Regions from separate parts of the Hordeum vulgare genome. Here region 1 is linked to region 2. A link is a contact called in public Hi-C data. All regions are on one chromosome and are shown on one strand. The core of a region is the stretch at or near the end of the contact, and the rest is flanking DNA. Distances in the headings are between cores, read along the strand shown.

What was found. Hi-C and Micro-C count contacts between places; a contact is called where the count stands out from the background.
Region 1: a Hi-C map of leaf shows a contact between it and region 2, with 4 times the contacts expected there. The contact joins the promoter of LOC123452890 here to the promoter of LOC123399924 in region 2. A contact is called at or near these places in 4 of 6 Hi-C or Micro-C datasets (leaf and an unstated tissue).

The regions. Positions count from the first base shown.
Region 1 is chr5H:208,428,631-208,436,246 of MorexV3_pseudomolecules_assembly, reverse strand. It overlaps LOC123452890, which reads right to left and starts at 2,435. Exons shown (of 2, transcript XM_045129620.1): 1 at 2,152-2,435. The coding sequence starts at 2,399.
Region 2 is chr5H:207,433,459-207,440,862 of MorexV3_pseudomolecules_assembly, reverse strand. It overlaps LOC123399924 (E3 ubiquitin-protein ligase UPL1-like), which reads left to right and starts at 2,572. Exons shown (of 17, transcript XM_045094309.1): 1 at 2,572-2,764; 2 at 2,880-3,021; 3 at 4,793-4,888; 4 at 4,975-5,178; 5 at 5,299-7,404. The coding sequence starts at 2,911.

The DNA.
Region 1 (7,616 bases), core at 1,186-3,685, 1.0 Mb before region 2:
GCTGCCTATATATACCCCTTCACCCACCTCTCATTCATGAGAGAAGCACTCAGAACACACACTTCATTTACAGATCCATTTTCTGAGAGAGAACCACCTACTCATGTGTTGAGACCAAGATATTACAATTCAATCATTTGAAACTTGATCTCTAGCCTCCCCAAACTGCTTTTCACCAAATCAACCTCTCCTACCCATGCATATTCTGTGATAGAGTAATTTGTGTTGAGGAGACTATCTTTAGAAGCACAAGAGCAAGGAGTTCATTGATCAACGACATCTATTACCTTTTGGAGGGTGGTCCCTCCTAGATTGGTTAGGTGTCGCTTGGGAGCCTCCTACTGTGTGTTGTGGAGTTGAACCAAGATGTTTGTAAGGGCAAGAAGATCGCCTACTTCGTAAAGATCTACCGTGCGTGAGGCTAGTCCTGTGTAGACGTAAACCGTGGTGGAATAGAAAAGGCCGCTTCTTTGTGGACCCCTTGTGGGTGGAGCCCTGTGTGGACTCTCGCAACCGTTACCCTCCGTGGGTTGAAGTCTCCACTAACATGGACGTACGATAGCGCCACCTATCGAAACCATGCCAAAAATCGTCGTGTCAACCTCATGCGTTTGATCTCCCTACCTCACTCCTTTACTTTACACTTGCATGTTTTACTTTCCACTGCAATACTACTAGAACTGCATGTGTAGGGTGTACTTTATCTGTTATAACTGTCGTAGCTGCCTCTCAAGTAAAATTGGGAAAATGCAAAAAAAAAAATCTTGTGAAGTAGTCTAATCACCCCCCCTTCTAGACATACTTTCGATCCTACAGAAGCCCCCGTGACGATTCAAACTAATGCTCCCAAGTTGTCAGAGGCTCCTCTGCAGGAGGCGGTCTCTCCATGAAAAATGTGAGAGAAGAAAAAGAGAGGCTCCTTTGCAGGAGGCGGTCTCTCCATGAAAAATGTGAGAGAGAAGAAAAAGAGAGGCTCCTTTGCAGGAGGCGGTCTCTCCATGAAAAATGTGAGACAGAAGAAAAAGGAAAGAAAAAGATAGGATAAGAGGAATAGATAGGAAAATGTAAAGAATGGAAATGTTAAGCTTCATACATTAGCCAACGCAACCAAAAATCCGAACTGATGAAAAGGGCCAGTACAATTCACATATACTATAATACCCCCTCTCACGTGTGACGGAAAAGACAATTCAACACGTGCAACCGAAAGAGAGCAACGGTGCGCGCAACTCATGTATGACTCAAGAAGCCTCTACGTGGACACAAAGGAGGCTACCAGCAATTTTTTAAATAAATTGCAAAAATCAGGACTTGAACTCGAGACCTTGGCTCCGATACCATGTTAAGCTTCATCCACTAATCAACGCAACAAAAAGTCTGAACTGATGGAAAAGCACAGTACAATCCACATATGTTGTAACAGGGAAAAAGGGCAACGGCTCACGTCATATGGACATACACGCGTTGGATATATGTGAAGCTGAACAGTGGTCTCAGTTCCATGCGCTGATGTGCGCTGATGTGGGTGGGCTGGGGCAGCACCAGGATGCTGCTTCATTGTACATGCCCTGAACAAGCACCTACAAATTGAGTTCCAAGTCGATTATTTCCCATAACTTTACTAGATAAAATTCCGAAATCATAGCACGAATTTCCAGGAATCCATATCCTAGAAAGCTGGAGTTTTGGCCAGATCAAATACTTGATGACCATAAATGTCCAAACACAGGAGAAGTAACAATTATGACAAGCATAAACGCATATAATAGGGTTAACTTCCTAAATCTCCTACAGTGAAATAACCTGTGTCTCCTAATAACAAACTTCACGAACACAAAAGGCAACCAACATCGGAGTAAGAATCCCCGAGACCAACATAATCAGAGGCCCAAGGTAAGAGGCAGACTTGAAGCAGGGCATGCTGGTTCAGCTGAACCCGCCGATTCTAATATTGCGAAAAGAAACTCCTAGAAGTACGAGGTCAGGGTTAATACCAAAAGAAAAGCATGGGTGGATTCTTCCCGCCTCGATCGGATGGGGTCAAGTCGGATCGGATGTCGTAGATGAGGCACACGTTTTGATTTGATAACACTTCACTGCAAAGGAAAGATCAAGACGAAGTGGGATCTATGCAAGCTAGGGTCTCCTTACCGACGAAACGAATCGGGTCCAGATGGCACGCCAACCAGGTAGAGATGGAGGCGAGGAAGCCTGAGTTTCTTCACTTGGAGTTGGAGGTAACGGGACTGCTTTGGCGAGAAGGCGCTCTCGTGACACCGGGGAAGGGGAAGACAACCTTCGAGGTGACGTTTATGCGGGGGTCTTCGACGGTCAGGTGGGTTTGGGACGAGGCGAAGGAGGGATGGCGATTGGCGAGTGCTAATTTGCGCCGGTCGCATCACAATTGTTGGATCTTGACCGCGTGGATCGTTGCATCTTCGTTAAAAAAACAGTTTGCCTTACCTTTTTTTTTTTGAAAAACGTTCTAAATCAGCCGGGTCGCGCTCGCGCCACGCGTCATCGATCGTGTCACGCCGCACGTCCATATGGGCCCATCCACCCACCATCTACCTTATCTTGAGCGCAGCAACCAGAGCCACTCATTTCTACCAACACACGAGCGAGATCCCCATTTTCCATCTTTTTCTTCTCTACATCCCTCTCTAACCTTCGTCATGGCCCTCGTCCAGGCAGCCGCAGGAGGCGTGCAACACTCCAGTGATGAACCTGCAACTCCCCAACAACTGTCGTCGGGGTTGCAAACGAAGAATCGCTTGGTTCTGCAGAGCGGGCCGCGTCAGGGGGAAGCTGCAGTGCAACACAAGGTGCTGCGACCGGCGAACCTCACCGGAGCGGGCCGCGCCAGAGGGAGCTGCAGTGCAACACAAGGTGCTGCGACCGGCGAACCTCACCGGAGCGGGCCGCGCCAGAGGGAGCTGCAGTGCAACACAAGGTGCTACGACCGGCGAACCTCACCGGAACGAGCCGCGCCAGGGGGAGCTGCAGTGCAACACAAGGTGCTGCGACCGGCAAACCTCACCGGAGCGAGCCGCGCTAGGGGAGCTGCAGTGCAACACAAGGTGTTGCGACCGGCGAACCTCACCGACAGGGAAGCTGAAGTGCAGCGTTCACGGTGATGCGACCATCTCAGCGACGGCACGACGGAGCTGGAGTGCAACGCGTGGTGCTGCCGATGGACCTTGCCGACGAGGAGGGGGAGTTGCATTGTAGCGTTCATGCTGCTGCGACTGACTTCATTGGTGGCACGGCGGAGCTGCAGTGCAATATATGGTGCGGCAACTGGTGGACCTCATCGGAGGACGAGAGCTGCAGTGCAGTGTTATTGGTGTGGTGACCCCATGGATCTCGACGGCGACGGGGAAGCTATGCTTTGGAAGATGAGCTCTAGTGTTGTGGCTGATGCAAGGCTATGATGTTCAGAGGGAGATTCGCATGAGAGGAGGGGCCTGATCAGACGGTTCTGAAGCCGACTGATTTTTCTTTGTAGCAGCCGCCTTTTTTTTCTTGCCCGCACAACGTCGGTCGTCCCCGTTTCCTGTCGCCGCCTGCCGCCCCCGCCGCTCGAAGCATCGCGTCATCTTCGTCGTGCTCGTCACTGCTTTCATAGCCGCCCTCGTCCCCGTGCCCGTCGATGTCGACGGAGCTCGCAGAAACCAACCACAACCATCTCATCCCGACTAGAGCGTGTCATGTGGTTAGTTCGTTTTTAAAGAAAAAGAACAAACAATGCAGCAAAACAAGTTGCTGGTAATAGCAAAAAATAAATACAGTTGCAATAAAAACGTCTTGTCGTCGTAGTCGCCGGTTGTAGCTCGGCATGTTCGCTCGCAACAAAATTGAGTCACGGTTGTAGCAAATGACACTCTCGGTTTCAACAAAAATGACGGCATTGGTTGCAAAACATTTTGGTTGAAACTTTCTCAAAAACTCTCGTTGAAGCTTTTTCATCTCTCGGTTGAAGTTTTTTTTAAACGGTTACAACATTTCATGTGTTTCGAAAACTAGTTGAAGCTTTCTTAAAAACTCTAATTGAAGCTTTTTCATCTGTTGGATGAAGCCTTTCAAAAAAACTATTGCAACATTTCATATGTTCCAAAAATTGCTTGAAGCTTTTGTAGTCGCTCGTTAAAGATTTTTCTATATGTGGTTGAAGCTTTTTCATCTGCGGGATGAAGCTTTTGTTAGAACGGTTGTAACTTTTCATGTGTTCTGAAGTGTGATTGAAGTTTTTTTATCTAATAGATGTAGATTTTTACGTCCATGGTTGTAGTATTGGCACCGCCGTTTGTAGTTGTCCTCATGTCACCGTTGCAGTCCCCTAGTCGCCATGGTTCTTGCACGGGGGCGCCGGTTCGAGCATTTTCGACATGTCGCCGATAGCCTTTCGTGTGTTGTTGTGTTCATCTCCGATAAGGGATTGGCGTTTGGAATCGGGGATCACGCCTCCCCGAGAGTTGGTAATCAAAGAGAAAGGGACAGGGAAGACTGGAAGAGGGAGATCTATGTCGGGCAAGAGGTGTGACAGCCCGAGACCGACGTTCGAGAAGATTTCCCTCTTATTCCATTGTCGTCGTGCGATTAGATTGTCTGTCGCATCCATCATCGCATCATTCGCATCATCTCCATTGCATCGGCACTACGTTGCCGCCAGTTTTCAAAACTTGCATCCGTTTTTAGTTGTCGGTTCTCTCTGTGTTTCGTCGTTGACCGTTTCGAGACCAACCACACACGCACGCGCCCGCGTCATCGTAAAATATTTGTTTTTAAAAGTGTGTATGGAACTTTCTGAGATTGGGTTGAAACTTGGCGTGCGGTCTTGTTATAATGTAGGTAGGTCGTGTGCCAAATTTCGTCACAATCGAAGCACGTTTGATACCTGTACCGTTAAATATATAGCGGCACTATAGCCGGTTTAATTGCCGGATGTTTTCGTTGTTTTAAAATGCGTGTTACGGACCACAATTTCTCTCTCTTCTTAGCCCACAAACCCCTCTACATGGCCACTAAGCCCTAACCTAGCCACTACCCACTACCGGAGTCGTCCGATCACGATCCTGCGGTCCAAATTCGGACGAAATCTGCTAACCCTAGCCCCCTCTCTTTAAATAGATAGCCATCCTTGCCTGATTCAGCAAACCCTAATTCCTCCTCGAAATCCGTGACCGCGACTCTCTTCCACTTCCTCTCTCCTCCCAGCCGCCAGGCCCACTCAGGCTCGGATCTGGCCCGCCCTTCCGGAGCCCGAGCCAGCCAACCAGCCCGTTTAGTATTTTTTTACGTTTTGCGAATTTAGTATTTTTAGAAAAAATGTTTATTTTCAAACGCCCGTAGTTTTCAAACCGTGCGTCGGATCGCGATAAATTATATATGTAAAACGTGTAGAATTTCGCGTAGATTAATATTTTCCAACTCTCATGCATGTTTAAAGCTGTTAGTCGTGCTGTTTGCATTAGTTTGTGTGACAACGTGTTAAAAACGGTTTAGTTCGTAGTTAATTAATTGTAGCTCCGCTGGAGATGAGCCATATATGTAAATGGACTAGAACGACGAGCAGAATCACATAAACCACTTTTAACAAACATAAAATGTGATTAGGTCAAATCTGGACAGATTCTGAAGTTAACACATGGGGTTAGTTCGGAGATGCTATATGACGTTTCTGACCTCATTTAAAATGCCTAAATAGGTAGTCTATTTATGCTTCACCCCTTGCCATGTTTAACAACATTTAATATTGTCGAGTACCTAAACGGGAGTGAACTACATAATTTGTATGTGATGTTTTGTCAATATGCAACTCGTTGCATATTGAGCTTCACTTAATGTGTAGTGTTTGCGTGATGTGAATTGTCATGTCATGCCTTGCATAATTTAAACCGATCGTGCATCATATGTGTTGTGCATCATGTCATGCATGTGCCGTGGTGAATATCGTGTGTTGATTCTTGTTTGCAGTTTGCTTCGCTTCGATAGAGTTCCGCAAGCGTGTCGGAATGTGAGGATCCGTTCGACCATGTCGGTTCGTCTACTTCACGGAGTCGTTCTTCTTCCAATCAGGATCACAGGCAAGATGAACATTTCTCTATATACCATTACTATCAATGTCATGCTAATTGTCTCGTTTCTCTTGTTATGTTACTGCTTGCTTAACCATTGGATGGTGTTGCTAGTTGCAGGTGTAGTTGATTCCATGTGAAAACACGGGTTCCTTGTTATACCACCGTATTAATGCTATTTAAATTAATGCACCTATATATTTGGTAAAAGGTGGAAGGCTCGGTCTTCTAGCCTGGTGTTTTGTTCCACCTTTGTCACCTTAGTTTCGCCTACCGGTGTTATGTTCATAAATGAGTGCTCCTAACATGCTTGGGGTTGTTATGGGGACCCCCTGATTCTGGTTTTAGGATAAAGCTCGTCTGGCAAGGCCCAACATTGGTACTATATTTTCCCAACATAATAATTTTGTTAATACTGAAAACATAGGGCGTCATGAACCCAAGGAGTAATTCAACATAATACAGGGGGCAGTGTTGTTGGTGTTGGTCCCAAACAGAGCCACTTGCGGGGCCACCCGGGGCAACTCGGGGGATGTCTATCCGGCCACCGTACGTATTTCTCATCCGTCGTGTCCTGAGAACGAGATATGCAGCTTCTGTCGGGATCGTGGACACGTTGGGCGGCCTTGCTGGACTTGTTTTACCTTTATCGAGCGCCTTGTGCGAGGGATTCCGAGGATACTTTGGGCTATCTCCATGTTGAGGTTTTCCAATAGGAACCCGGGGAGATCACGGGTTTCCCCTGATCGAGGTCATTCCTTCGTAGCGTGTGGTAGTTTGTGATGGACTAGTTAGAGCACCCGTGCAGGGTTAAATCTTTCGGAAAGCCGTGCCCATCGTTATGTGGCAAACTTGGAACCTTTGTTTAACACCCCGTTCTAGATAACTTGAAGTAAACTTAATTAAAACTTGCCAACTGAGTGCGTAACCATGATTATCTCTTTCGTGAGCTCCTTCTCCGATCGAGGACCCGGTGGGGTTATGTGTGACGTAAGTAGGTGTACAGGATCATTCATTTGATCATCAGTAGTTCGCATCCTCTATGTGTACATTATCCCCCTCTTATTCTTGTACTCGTAAGTTGGCCACCTCAAATAAATGCTTAGTCGCTTGCTACAACCTCACCACTTAACCATACCTCACCCATTAAGCTTTGCTAGTCTTGATACCTTTCGAAATGAGATTGATGAGTCCCTATGGCTCACAGATTACTACAACATTAGTTGCAGGTACAGGTAAAGAGTTACTTTGACGAGAGTGCGTTGATTGTGCTATTTGGAGTTTTTCTTCTTCTTCTTCTTCTTCGATCTAGGATGATGGGTTCCAGGGCGGCAGCCTGGGATAGCAAGGATGGACGTCGTTCTTTTATCATTTGTTTTTGTCCATAGTCGGACCCTTCTCTTCTTCATGATGATTGATTATGTTGTTGTATTATGTGACTCTGATGTAGCATGTGGCAAGTGTAGGTCAATTCCATATACTCATCTATTCTGTACATGTACTTGAAACGATATCCATTCTTGCGAAACGATGAGATGC
Region 2 (7,404 bases), core at 1,323-3,822:
GTTATATCACCCTATTAATTGCTATTTAATTTAATGCACCTATATACTTGGTAAAAGGTGGAAGGCTCGGCCTTTCTAGCCTATTGTTTTGTTCCACCTTTGCCCCCTTAGTTTCGGCTACCGGTGTTATGTTCCATAATTGAGCGCTCCTAACACGATCGGGGTTGTTATGGGGACCCCCTTGATAATTCGTTTTAGATTAAAGCTGGTCTGGCAAGGCCCAACATTGGTACTGCATTTTCCCAACATAATAATTCTGTTAATACTGAAATGCATAGGGAGTTAGCGCTACCCGAGGAGTAATTCTACATAATACAGGGAGGGCCAGTTCTGATGGTGCTGGTCCAAAATAGAGCACTGTGCGTGCCCAACCCAGGGAAACTTGGGTGATTTCTACCAGGCCACCGTACGCGTCGCTCATCCGTCGTGTCCTGAGAACGAGATACGTGGCTCCTATCGGGATCGTCGACACGTCGAGCGGCCTTGCTGGATTAGTTTTACCTTTGACGAATGTCTTGTGCATCGGGATTCCGGTGATGCTTTGGGTAATCTCAGAGTTGAGGTTTTCCACTAAGGAGTCCGACGAGATCGCGAGCTTCGTGATCGGGGATTTCTATGCGGCTTGTGGTAATTTGTGATGGATTAGTTGGAGCACCACTTCAGGGTTAAATCTTTCAAAAAGCCATGCCCGCGGTTATGTGGCAACGTGGAAACTTTGTTTAACACTTGTTATAGACAACTTGAAGTTAACTTAACTAAAATATGTCAACTGAGTGCGTAACCGTGACTGTCTCTTTCATGAGTTCCTTTCTCCGATCGAGGACACGGTGGGGTTATGTCTGACGTAGGTAGGTGTTTGGGATCATTCATTTGATCATCATTAGTTCACGTCCGTTATGCGTAGATCATCCCCCTCTTTATTCTTGTTATGCGTAGATCATCCCCCTCTTTATTCTTGTACTCGTAAGTTAGCCACCTCATATTATGCTTAGTCGCTTGCTACAACCTCACCACTTAACCATATCTCACCCATTAAGCTTTGCTAGTCTTCATACCTTTGGAAATGAGATTGCTGAGTCCCCTGTGGCTCACGGATTACTACAACACCAGTTGCAGGTACGGGTAAAGATTACTTGACGCGAGCACGTTGATTGTTCATTTGGAGTTGCTTCTTCTTCTTCTTCATCGATCTAGGATGGGTTCCATGCCGACAGCCTGGGATAGCAAGGATGGACGTCGTCCTTCTTTTCTCGTTTGTTTTCGTCCGTAGTCGGACCCTGCTCTTCTTCATGATGTTTATGTATTGTACTGATGTGACTCTGATGTAGCTAGTGTCGAGTGTAAGTCAATTCTTTATATCTCTTCTTTTCAGTATATGTACTTGTAACGATATCCATTCTTGCGAAACGACGAGATGCGCTTCTATCCCTGACGAGGCCCTCGTGCCAAATTGAGGATATGATCACATCTTGGGCGTTACACACATGCACCCACACAACGCCTATCGAGGATCGGGTCAAAGTTGCAGAGATTGGCGATGGCGATCAACGCCTAGCTATTGACACGAACGTCACACCCTATTGAAAAACGACATTAATGAGTCACCAACAGTGAAATATGGAGTTTAATCTCTGATGAGTCGGAGTTATCACCGCCTCTCTAACCATTCAATCATCGATTGATTCTTATTACTCTTCCATTTAATTCCGCAATTTATGATGAAAGTGTACTACCATGGGTGCATATGGGGCACACCGCACAGCGGAGGAGGACAACATCACCGTGACACTCACATGCATGACATATCCTGTCCAGTGGCGGAGCTAGGCCATCAATGGAGCCTGGGCAAAGTACAAAGGGGGTGTGCTTTATGAGCATATGCCCACAAAAACTAGTGATTAATTACCAATTCTTACTATTAGCTAGTGGAAGTATTTCGGAAGAGCCCGGGCAGCTGCCCAGGGTCGCCGGGAGGTGGCTCCGCCACTGATCCTGTCTGAGCAAACCACCAAATTACTCTTGAGCTCAATGGTGAAGTTTTTCTTGAAGCCACCAGTGATCAACCCCTTATTGTCGGCATTGTTCCCAGCGTTGTAAAACTCCATCGACTTGTCGTTTGAAGCACATTTATTCATTTGTGTGTCCCGTTGCAATGTACTCCCTCCGTCCCAAAATAATTGTCTCAAGCTTAGTATAACTTTGTACCAAGTTAGTACAAAGTTGAGACACTTATTTTGGAACGGAGGGAGTACGTGCCTTTTTACCACTTCTTCTGTATCTAAATGATTGTAGTTAAGAAAAAAATAAACATAATTATAATTGAGGAGAACTATAATTATTTAGATACAGAAAGGAGTAATAAGGAGTCTTACAAGGGCATGGTACATATCCACGTGAAAAATACTAGGAGTTTTGCGATAAGAAAAAAGAAAAGTAAGGGATTTCTCGAAAAAGGAAAAAGAAAGGAAAAGTCGTGGCTATGCACTGCTGGAAAACCTAGACAAACAGAGCCTTGTCACGCGCCGCGCCCGTGACCAACATTGCGCCTCCTCTTCTCTCGTCCTCCTCGTCGCCCTTCACAAAAGCACCGCTTCCCCAGGTTTTCTCCCTTCTCTTCATCATACCCAAACACCTCAACTCCTCTTCTCTTCCTCTCTCCTCCCTTAGCCATCTCCGAATCCCGCCTAGCCGCCTCCCTTCCCACCCCCCGCGGCCTCCTCTTCTGCGGCCGATGTGCTCTCCTCGTCGGTCGAAAACCCTGAAGGTACCCAACTCCGTCCCCGGCCCCTGCTACCGCGATCGGGCCTAGGGTTTTCGAGAAATATTTAGGGTATTTTTTTCGTTGCGCTGATTGTTTTGGCGGCGTGTTTGTTGCGAAGGTGAGGCACAAGTGAGAAATCCCTATCGGAGATGGCAGCGGCGGCGATGGCAGCGCACAGGGCCAGTTTCCCACTGCGGCTGCAGCAGATCCTGTCTGGCAGCCGCGCCGTGTCGCCGGCGATCAAAGTCGAGTCCGAGCCGGTGAGTCTCCTTTTTCCTGTTCGCGTTCTTTATTTATTTTAGGGTTTTGATCGGGGTGGTTGTAGGTGCAAACACGCTTAGTCTGGCTGAATCCTCGCTAGGTCTTAGGCTAGGGTTTTGATTTGAAGCCGGCGTTGCTGTGGTGGCAGTGTTCCGGTGGATGAGCCCCTCTCAGGGATAGGTGTAAAGCGTGGGAAGTGGTGCTGCGGTTACTACTTAGTCTTTAAGGCGATCTCATGTTCAAGTGTTTGTGATTGGCTGATCTTAGTAAAAGTTATAGCGTTTTGCCACTGAAGGATCCTATGTTTATCCTTGCACTGTTGTGGTGCTATTCTTTTACCGCTACATGCACCTCTGTAAGTGCAATACTGGATTTAAATGTTCATACCATGTGCCCATGGTATCTTATTCTGACTGTGGCTTCACCTCCCTGCATGTGGTTCATACCATGGTGAGAAGTACCAAACTAGTTTCGATGGATGCATTTGTTCCCAGCTTATGAGTTCTACGTAGAAGGGTTCGTTTTCCATGCTGTTTGTGCTCATGCATGTAGTTGTTCCTTCTCCAGAATTTATGGGTAACTGGATGCCCTCCGGCTTTCAGGATTTTGTGTTATGGTTTTGTCTTATGTGCCTGTTAAAGGACAATACTAGTGGAGGTTGTATTATTGTTCACGTGGAGTTTCTCATCCTGTTTTTGCTGATTGTAGCGCTATAGCACTATTGTGTAAGGTGGCTATTTGTGCTTGTGTTTTGTACACCTGATATGTGTTAATGCTATTATTAACTAGCTTCATTGTAATAAGACATTAGATAGCAGCATCTGTATTGATGTCTTAATACTAGTAGTCCATTTATTGACTTGCTTTTATAATATTTGGTTCTCTGTACATGTTATCAGCATTTCAGTCGAGGTTACACATTTATTTCAAATGTAATAATAATAATAATGACTTCTGACTCATGGAGGTTACACATGTGTTTCGGAGGTAGTTTAGGTTATAATAATAATGGCTTTAAAATGATTGGAGCATCACCAAAGAATTAGCCATGGACAGGGGTGCGTGGAAGCTTGCTATCCATGTGCCAGAACCATGAGTTGGTCGCGAGATCTTACGGGTTTCACCTCTAGCCTACCCCAACTTGTCTGTGACTAAAGGCTTTGTTGTTGTTGTTGTTGTTGTTCTAGATTGGGCAGTTGATTAGAAGACATATCTTGATTTTGCAGCTACATTAGTGCCCTGTAATTTTTGGTATCAGTACTTCATTTCAAATCTAAAAAGTTCATATATTTTTAGGGTGTAGCCAGAATTTCAGATGCTATAAATACTAGGTACCTTGCTTGAATTAGATTATGAGGTAACCTGTGCTCTAATGTCCGAGGTTCAATACTATGCTTTAATATCTGATGGCCACTTGTTGCAAAATGGAGTATTTCGATGGACTTCAATGGCCTGTTCACCTTGTAGCTAGCAATGGTCAACTGTGCTCTTATACTATTAGAATAGAACAAAAATGTTTAGTTTGTGGATATCATACTCTGGGAAAGGTTGGATAGTTGCCTCACATTTTCAGGATTAAGTGGTTAGGTTATGATAGGAAGGTGTTCTTTGCGTGCCATTGTAGTAAGTATGCTTGTTTCTTGAATACTTTTTTGAATGTGTGATTTTTTGGGATATGTTTACCTCTGTGCTTATATACATAATTCATTTGTCTTGTATCATGGGAATACCTGTTATAAATTGGTTATATATCATGTTCTATTATTGCAGCCAGCAAAAGTCAAAGCATTTATTGATCGTGTAATCAATATTCCACTACATGACATTGCCATACCACTATCAGGCTTCCATTGGGAGTTCAATAAGGTGACAGTCTTACTTCTTCTGAATTTGATTTCCATTATGTTTACACTTAATTTCATTACCCACTTACTGTTAACAATTGGTTGCAGGGAAATTTTCACCATTGGAAGCCTCTGTTTATGCATTTTGATACATATTTCAAGACATACATCTCTTCTAGGAAGGATCTTCTCTTGTCTGATGATATGTCTGAGGGTGAACCGTTGACAAAAAATACCATCTTACAAATTTTGAGAGTTATGCAAATTGTGTTGGAAAATTGCCAGAACAAAACGTCCTTTGCTGCCCTTGAGGTAAGCTGGTGTTCTTTTTATGTGCTTTTGAACTCTTTACTAATGTCCCAAAGATGGGAATTTCAGACCCTTGTTTTTATCCCACTTAAACTGATCATTGTCCTCTACTCCCTGTATCAGCATTTTAAGAATCTGTTGGCGTCATCAGATCCTGAGGTAGTTGTTGCGGCTTTGGAAACTCTTGCTTCAGTGGTGAAAATAAATCCTTCAAAATTGCATATGAATGGAAAACTGATCAACTGTGGAGCTATAAATAGCCATCTTCTATCATTGGCCCAAGGATGGGGTAGCAAGGAGGAAGGTCTAGGCTTGTATTCCTGTGTTGTGGCAAATGAGCGAAATCAGCTGGAGGGTTTGTGCTTATTCCCAGTAGACATGGAGAACAAATATGATGGCACACAACATCGTCTTGGGTCCACTCTTCATTTTGAGTATAATTTGGCACCTGTCCAAGATTCTGATCAAACAAGTGACAAGTCATCTAATCTCTGTGTGATACATATGCCAGACCTGCACCTTCGGAAGGAGGATGACTTGAGCATATTGAAGCAATGCATCGACAAGTTTAATGTGCCTCCAGAGCACCGGTTTGCCTTGTTTACAAGGATAAGATATGCACATGCTTTTAATTCCCCGAGGACATGCAGGCTATATAGTCGCATAAGTCTCCTTTCTTTCATTGTTCTCGTGCAATCCAGTGATGCCCATGATGAGCTGACATCGTTCTTCACAAATGAGCCAGAGTACATAAATGAGTTAATCCGGCTTGTTCGGTCAGAAGATATTGTTCCTGGGCCCATCCGTGCGTTGGCTATGCTTGCACTGGGAGCACAGTTAGCAGCATATGCATCATCTCATGAGCGAGCTAGGATACTGAGCGGCTCAAGTATTATCTCTGCTGGTGGAAACCGCATGGTCTTGCTTAGTGTTCTGCAGAAAGCAATATCGTCCCTCAGTAGCCCTAATGATACCTCATCTCCTTTAATTGTTGATGCCCTTCTGCAGTTCTTTTTGCTTCATGTGCTGTCATCTTCGAGTTCTGGGACCACCGTTAGGGGTTCAGGGATGGTTCCACCTCTCCTGCCTCTCCTGCAAGATAAGGATCCTTCCCACATGCATCTTGTCTGTTTGGCAGTAAAGACCCTTCAGAAGCTGATGGAGTACAGCAGCCCTGCTGTTTCCCTGTTTAAAGATTTGGGTGGTGTAGAACTTTTGTCTCAGAGGTTACATGTGGAGGTGCAGCGTGTTATTGGTGTTGCTGACATTACTTTAGTGGTTGCCAGTGATACATCAAAATCAGAAGATGACCATCTTTACTCACAGAAGCGACTGATTAAGGCTTTGCTCAAGGCATTAGGTTCTGCTACATATTCTCCTGCAAATCCTGCTCGCTCTCAAAGCTCCAATGATAACTCTTTGCCCATGTCACTTTCCCTAATATTCCAGAATGTTGCAAAGTTTGGTGGCGATATATACTTCTCTTCAGTTACTGTTATGAGTGAGATAATACATAAGGATCCTACATGTTTTCCTGCTTTGAAGGAACTTGGTCTTCCCGATGCCTTCCTGTCATCGGTGACTGCTGGGGTGATACCATCTTGTAAAGCTCTTGTATGTGTACCCAATGGCCTGGGCGCAATCTGCCTTAATAACCAAGGACTTGAGTCTGTCAGGGAAACTTCGGCTCTGCGTTTTCTTGTAGAGACATTCACTAGTAGGAAATATCTGATACCAATGAATGAAGGTGTTGTTCTTTTAGCCAATGCAGTGGAAGAGCTTCTTCGTCATGTGCAGTCCCTTAGAAGTACTGGTGTTGATATCATCATTGAAATAATCAACAAACTTTCTTCACCTCGTGGTGATAAAATCACTGAAGCAGCCAGCTATGAAGAAAAAACCGATATGGAAACAGATGTTGAAGGGCGTGATTTAGTAAGTGCCATGGATTCTGGCACAGATGGAACTAGTGATGAGCAGTTTTCTCATTTGAGCATTTTCCATGTTATGGTATTGGTGCACAGGACAATGGAAAATTCAGAAACTTGCAGGCTGTTTGTAGAAAAGGGAGGTCTACAGACTCTGTTGACACTCTTGCTGCGACCCACCATCACCCAATCTTCTGGTGGGATGCCTATTGCTTTGCACAGCACTATGGTATTCAAGGGCTTTACTCAACAGCATTCTACTCCACTTGCGCGTGCATTTTGCTCCTCTTTGAAGCAGCAC